Linked DNA regions of Sus scrofa: region 1 is linked to region 2. The links are chromatin contacts, called in public Hi-C maps. All regions are on one chromosome and are shown on one strand. Each heading gives the region's core, a stretch centred on a gene start, on an enhancer-like site or on the middle of the called end of the contact. The rest is flanking DNA. Distances are from core to core; before and after follow the strand shown. Region 1 has its middle 740 kb from the start of STXBP6. Region 2 holds the start of NOVA1 (RNA-binding protein Nova-1).

Region 1 (2,781 bases), core at 17-2,516, 820 kb after region 2:
TGAAAACATTGATGGAACAGGAAGACAGTTCTCATCATGCTAGTCCAAGCTGCCATTTTAAAACAAGAAAAAAGATGTGCTTTTTAATATTCCTTATTCTAAGTAGCCGTTTAATGGGGAAAATAACCTATGTACTAATGAGATTTTGAAAGTGAATATAAAGGCAAACACTGAATTTTCTCCAATAATCTTATTGCTTTGGCACAGGATCTGTAGCCATTTGAGTACCAAATGATCCCCTCGGGGAGAAACAATTTCTGTGGGTGCGACTGACTATTCTGGTATGTGTATCCACAGAGTGGGGGATAAAGTTAAGGAGGAAGATGGAGACAGTTCAGTTTAATTTTATCCAAAAGATCAGAGACTGGGAAAGGAAAAGAAGGAAGTAGAGGGAGGAAGGAGGACTACAAGAGCCAATGCTAATGACATTAAAGGCAGACTATCACCAGGAGAGCCTGTTGACTCCTCTCTGAAGAGGTGTCCAGCATGCATCATACCACTGTGCCCCAGACTATTGTAGTCATTTGCCACTGCTTTCATATGGCCTAACAGGATTAGGAGCTCATCAGCTAAATTCCAGGTCTGTTTTCTGGAGGTTGGAATGTGACTCACCATCTAAAAAAATGCATATTTTATGTAGGCTCTCCTCTGTGTAAGAAACAATGGCTTTATGACTTTGAGTCTTTCGGTAATACATGTTGTGGAAATATAGCTAACAAGGCCTATCTGAAAGAGCTCTCTTCAGTATCCTTAAGCCACCAATAACCTCTGTACACTAAACATTCTGGTAAACTTCCCCTGGCAATGAATGTACCCTTAGCACATCTACCTTCCCTAGAAATTCTTTATGTAAAAGTTTATCAAAACAATTCATCATATCAGACAGTAAAAAGCTGAAAATTTATACCTATGATATACCTTTACCATTCTCAACTAACATAGAATAGTGTTTGCAAATGTGATTTTTAAAAATGGTTTGTTTGTTTCATGTACGTGTATTAAAAGTAAAGTTAAATGGAGTAATCAATCAAAAACTTTACCTGACATCTCCTGGCAAGTGATTATGCCAGCAGCTGGAAATTTGGTAGACATCTTTCTTTCCTAATTCCTTCAGTAGGAACATTTCAAAAGGTATAATGATTGGCTTTAAGGAATTTTGTGCTTATGAAAATCTAACCTGATTCTGCTTTATGCATTTAAAGTTTCTCTCCTGTCAGACTTTTTGCTGGCCCTGGAAGCTCTTGGAGGCTTTTGACTACCTAGTACTGCCCCCATGTGGGCCAAGAGTGTCACTATGACAAGGAGCTACCTGCTTTCCATTTTTGACATTGGCAGAGGGAAGTAAATAACATGATTTTTAATAGTTTTTTTGCTATACATCGGTCTAAATTTTCAGCTAAAATAGAACTGCTTTCCAGTCTCTGAATTAGTCAGAAAAAGCTACCAGGCTGGAGTGCCTGGAAATAAAGAATAGGGAAGAAGGGATAGGAAAATCTAGGCCAGTGTTCCCTCTCACCTGGGATTCTTGTTTTTCTCTGCCCAGAAGGTCAAATCTCATCTGAATCAGTATGCAGATCACAGACACAGCAACCACAGTTCCAGACTAGGGAATGTGCTAATTGGCTCACCCGCCCAAAGAACCGGAGTACCAGGCATCTGACACTGAGCCTCTGAGAGAAGCAGGGCTTAATGCAGGACAAAATGTTCTTGCACTGTCGCCTATCCTTGCTTCTAGCAAGCAGTCTGGCCATATGCAGTGGTGACTGGAGCACTTTCATAATTATTTCCCTCTTCGTAGACTAATGTGTACACTTGGGATTTTAGAATGTGATCTAATTCAGAAGAAATTGAAATTAAAGCCAGTATCCCTTCAGCCTTCTTTCCTCATACATTTCTCCTCTAGTGTTCCAAATAGTGCTCTAAATAGTGTAATGCACTCAAAAGGTAGGTCAGAAACTTGATGCAAGTAGTATTAACGCTCTTTAGATCTGTTCTTAGCATTGAGACTATGGTTAAAGCTATAGTCCCCTATAAGATGGTACAGTACAAGAAACAATCCCATTGGATACTGCATATAATTCCCTCTACTATTTGTCTCATGATTCCACCTCACAAACTGTTCAGTTGTTTTCTGAGATTGTATCTGGAAGAGATGAAGTGCATTAGAGAAGGAACGTAGAATTTCCTGGGAGACAGTGCCTGCCCAGTTCTAGGAAGCCATAATATCCTGGAGCTCTCTGCATTGGAAGCTGTCTTCCTGAATCATACAGGGTCTGTGGAGCTGATGCAATAGGAATAGGAACAAGCCATCAGTTGTGGATTAACTCTGATAACTTACCCTGGCTAATGAGGTGGAGGTTTTTCATGCTTCCACTGCCTAATGGCACTCATTAAATATACACTTATTAAATATTCAGATAATTGTGGTAGTCATAATAGTGGTAATGATAGCCACATGGTGACATGATGAAAAAGAAAGCATCCTTGAACTGAAAAATGTTTCATTTTGCCAAAGCAAGTCAGGAGAGCTTAGAGTACTGCTGTGATCCATGTGCAAAACACATAAAGACTATTTAGTTGTTCCATTGCTTTATAATGCTTTAAAAAAAAAAAACAAACTAAGAATAATTAGCTAGGAGATTTCCCGGGATCACCTGCATTGGCAAAAATACAGCCAATTCCCCGACAACATAGATAACTTTCTCTTGATTTGGATTTATATTTTGACCTGAAACTAGCAAAGAAAAGCTCTGTCTCAGCATTGTAATTTATGTTTTGCTT
Region 2 (3,017 bases), core at 51-2,550:
ACTGCCTCATAAAATGGGATAGTAATAACTACATGACATAGTGCAAGTAAAGAGCACCACATGTGAAGTGGATTGCAGTGGCACATGGTAAGCACTTACTACACAGCAACATGTTAAGGGATTGCTCAAGACACTTTTAGAATATGCCCGCAAGGACTTGAAACCAAGATTCTGGACGCCGAAGCTCATGCTTTTCCACTATCTCTGCTTCCTAGCACAGAGATTTAATTAAACTACCAACTTGATGTATGACCTTGAGCAAAATACTTCACTGAGTCAGTTTACTCATCTGTAGACGGAATCTTTTCAGACTTTCAGCGTCTATTCCAGATACATTAATTGTTTTTTCTGTAGTGTTCTGAGTTGCGGTTCAGGCTCGTTATATATCGAAGATCTGTATAATCATAAACTGTGCACATTACAATGAATTTTATTCCTATATTCATAATTCGTTCAGTATATAGTTTTGGATACACACTCAGCTGTTGCCTGTCCGCCTCTCGGCGCCTTGTGAAGGGGAAATCCGTACCTAGCTGTATTTATTTATATCCTGGCTTGTTTCCGAAAGGATTTAAGGCGGCGACTAATACTTTTAAGTTCTCTGACGAAGTCACAAAGTGCGAGAAATACTCTTGATGAAATCACGCCGTACAAAACAGCCCTTGTGTGAGATGCTAAGTAATGTTTTTTAAACTCTTAAAAATAAAAACTAATGTACCTAGCTAGAAGTCCTGGAAGCATGAGGTCAAGGTTCTTCCCTCAGCCTTGACGCTGTCCCATACGTTGTCAACGGTCACTCGAATGCCCTTCTCAGACTAGCCAAAATTGTCGCTGCTCCAGTCCCGGCTGGACCGAGATCCCATCCCGCCCCTTCACTCTCTCTCATACCCAAGTTTTCTGATTGGGAAGGGGCCTGAAGAGCCTTTCTCAGGTTTCCATATTATTGGCTGGCACGGCTGTCAGTAATCTCTGCTTCCCGCCTTCCAGCCTAGCGCGCTTCTTGGACCCCCTCGGTTTCTGCGACAAGCCGCTTACGTTTGCCTGAGCCGTGTTGCCGGGGACAGGCGACCTTTCACCCCTCCCCTTCCCAAAGGAGCGCCCTGGCCCCCGTCCTCGCCCCCGCCGCCATCGCGCGCCCCCGCGCACGCGCTCAGTCCCCGCGCGCACACTCCCGCGCAGACACGCTCACTTTCCCCCTTTGGCGCCCCCCCCCTCCACTCCTCGCCGCCCGCCCGCCCCCGCAGGCTGAGGCTTCGGCGTCGGGAGGCGGCGGCGCTGCTGAGAGGCAGAGACCCGAGCGCGAAGTGTGTGGGAGTCTGCGAACTCAACCCCTCACTACCCTCCCCTCGTAGCCATCCCCCTCCCTCCCCGTTACCCCCCCTCCCCCAAAGCGGGAGAAATAATGAGCGAGACCGGGCGGCAGCAGCAGCAGCAGCGCCAAGCAGCCCAGGCAACGGCAGAACCGCTCTGGCAGCGGCGGCGGCGGCAGCACCAGCAGCGGGAGTGAGCGCAGCGCTAGCGCGGCGCGGGGACCGCCGCGCTCCTTCCCGGCTCTAGCCCTCCTCCGCCGCTCGCTCCTCTCTCCGCATCCACCTCCTTCCCCTCCTCCTGCTCATTCACTCTTTCCCTCACTCTCCCCTCCTCCTCAGCTTCTCCCCGCGCCCCGCCAGCCCTAGCGCTTTCCCACTCCCTCTGCCCGTCCTCCCCGCTCCCCTCCTCCCGCTCATTCACTCGCCCCTCTCCCTTCTCCACTCTCTCCCCCTCTCTCCTTTCTTCTCCTTCTTTCACCCTCCGTCTCTCACACCCCTCCATTCCCCTGTCTCCTTTCTGACACTGCACTGCAGCTGCTCCACAGCCCTGCCCCCTCCCCAGTGAGAACAAACCAGCAACATTGCTTTTTTTTCCTAAAGAGATTTCTATTGATCCGATTAAAAACAAAAACAAAAACAAACCAACCTTAAGAAACCCCAAAAGCAAAAAAAAAAAAAAAAAAAAAAAAAAAAAGAAAAAAAAGAAAAGAAAAGAAAAAGCCAAAACAAAAGGGAGAACCTTCTCCCGGTAGAAGCGGCAGGAACTGCAAACATGATGGCGGCAGCTCCCATCCAGCAGAACGGGACCCACACTGGGGTTCCCATAGACCTGGACCCGCCGGACTCGCGGAAAAGGCCGCTGGAAGCCCCCCCTGAAGCCGGCAGCACCAAGAGGACCAATACGGGCGGTGGGTATCGCTTCCACCTCCCCGCTGGCCCCATCCCCCGCCGCCCGCCCCTGCCTCCCTCCCTCCCGCCGTCCTCCCTCCCTCCCGCGGCCCGGACACCTCTAGCCCGAACCCGGCGGCTCCCGCGCCCTGCCTCGCGCCCCCTCCCCTGCACCTGCCCCGCACCTCGCCGTCCTCTACACATTTCCATTTCTGTGTTTATCATTCATCAAAATGGCGACCGGTTTTTCGGAATAGATCTATCTTTCCATTTAATCGGTCGAAAGGCTGTCCATTTAAATATCCTAGACCTGGGCAAGGGGGTCCGTTAAGGAGGAGGAGGATGACCCCGAGTGAGGTGATGGCCGCCCGAAGATGCGCGCTGCATTTAACAGTCTGATAAAATAAATAAATAAATGGCACTTGGGTAGCGGAGAGCAAATGACTGGGGCACCGGAGAGTTTTTCTCTTCATCCCCTTGCTTTGGGCCACAAGTAGTATGCAAAATCTTGATGAGTGCATGCTCTTACAGCACTTATATTGTCGGTGCAAATAGCTCATTGATTTGTCTTCAGGGGTGTGCATACGAGGGTGGGGGTGTCTGGTACTGTGACTTGTTAGTTAACATCCTGCGCTTCCTGGGAAGATGAGTTATAACGGAACCGGTATCGCTTCTTCATTTGCACTGGAGTCATCTTAACAATGCACCCAATGCATCGAGGCAGAGGTGAATTTATCTACAGCATGTACATTAGAGACGGATGGGGGTCTTGCGAATGGCACACCCGAAAAATTTGGAACGTTCATTCACATAAGGAAA

Evidence for each region. Hi-C and Micro-C count contacts between places; a contact is called where the count stands out from the background.
Region 1: a Hi-C map of brain shows a contact between it and region 2, with 5 times the contacts expected there. The contact joins the enhancer-like site here to the promoter of NOVA1 in region 2. A contact is called at or near these places in 1 of 5 promoter capture datasets (liver), 5 of 47 Hi-C or Micro-C datasets (adipocytes, brain, embryonic fibroblasts and 1 more) and 1 of 2 datasets of contacts at active chromatin or transcription factors (skeletal muscle).

What each region holds. Positions count from the first base shown.
Region 1 is chr7:73,622,040-73,624,820 of Sscrofa11.1, forward strand. No RefSeq gene overlaps it. Among named protein-coding and RNA genes, the nearest start is that of STXBP6, 740 kb to the right of the region's middle. Within about 2 kb of position 1,267, at least 8 of the 83 cell types and tissues checked have an H3K27ac peak or open chromatin away from gene starts, as enhancers often do. A contact at or near this core is called in brain, where this site is marked.
Region 2 is chr7:72,803,838-72,806,854 of Sscrofa11.1, forward strand. NOVA1 (RNA-binding protein Nova-1) reads left to right here and starts at 1,301. Exons shown (of 5, transcript XM_021099190.1): 1 at 1,301-2,218. The coding sequence starts at 2,083. It overlaps LOC102166401 (a long non-coding RNA gene), which reads right to left and starts at 1,103. Exons shown (of 3, transcript XR_001305691.2): 1 at 719-1,103.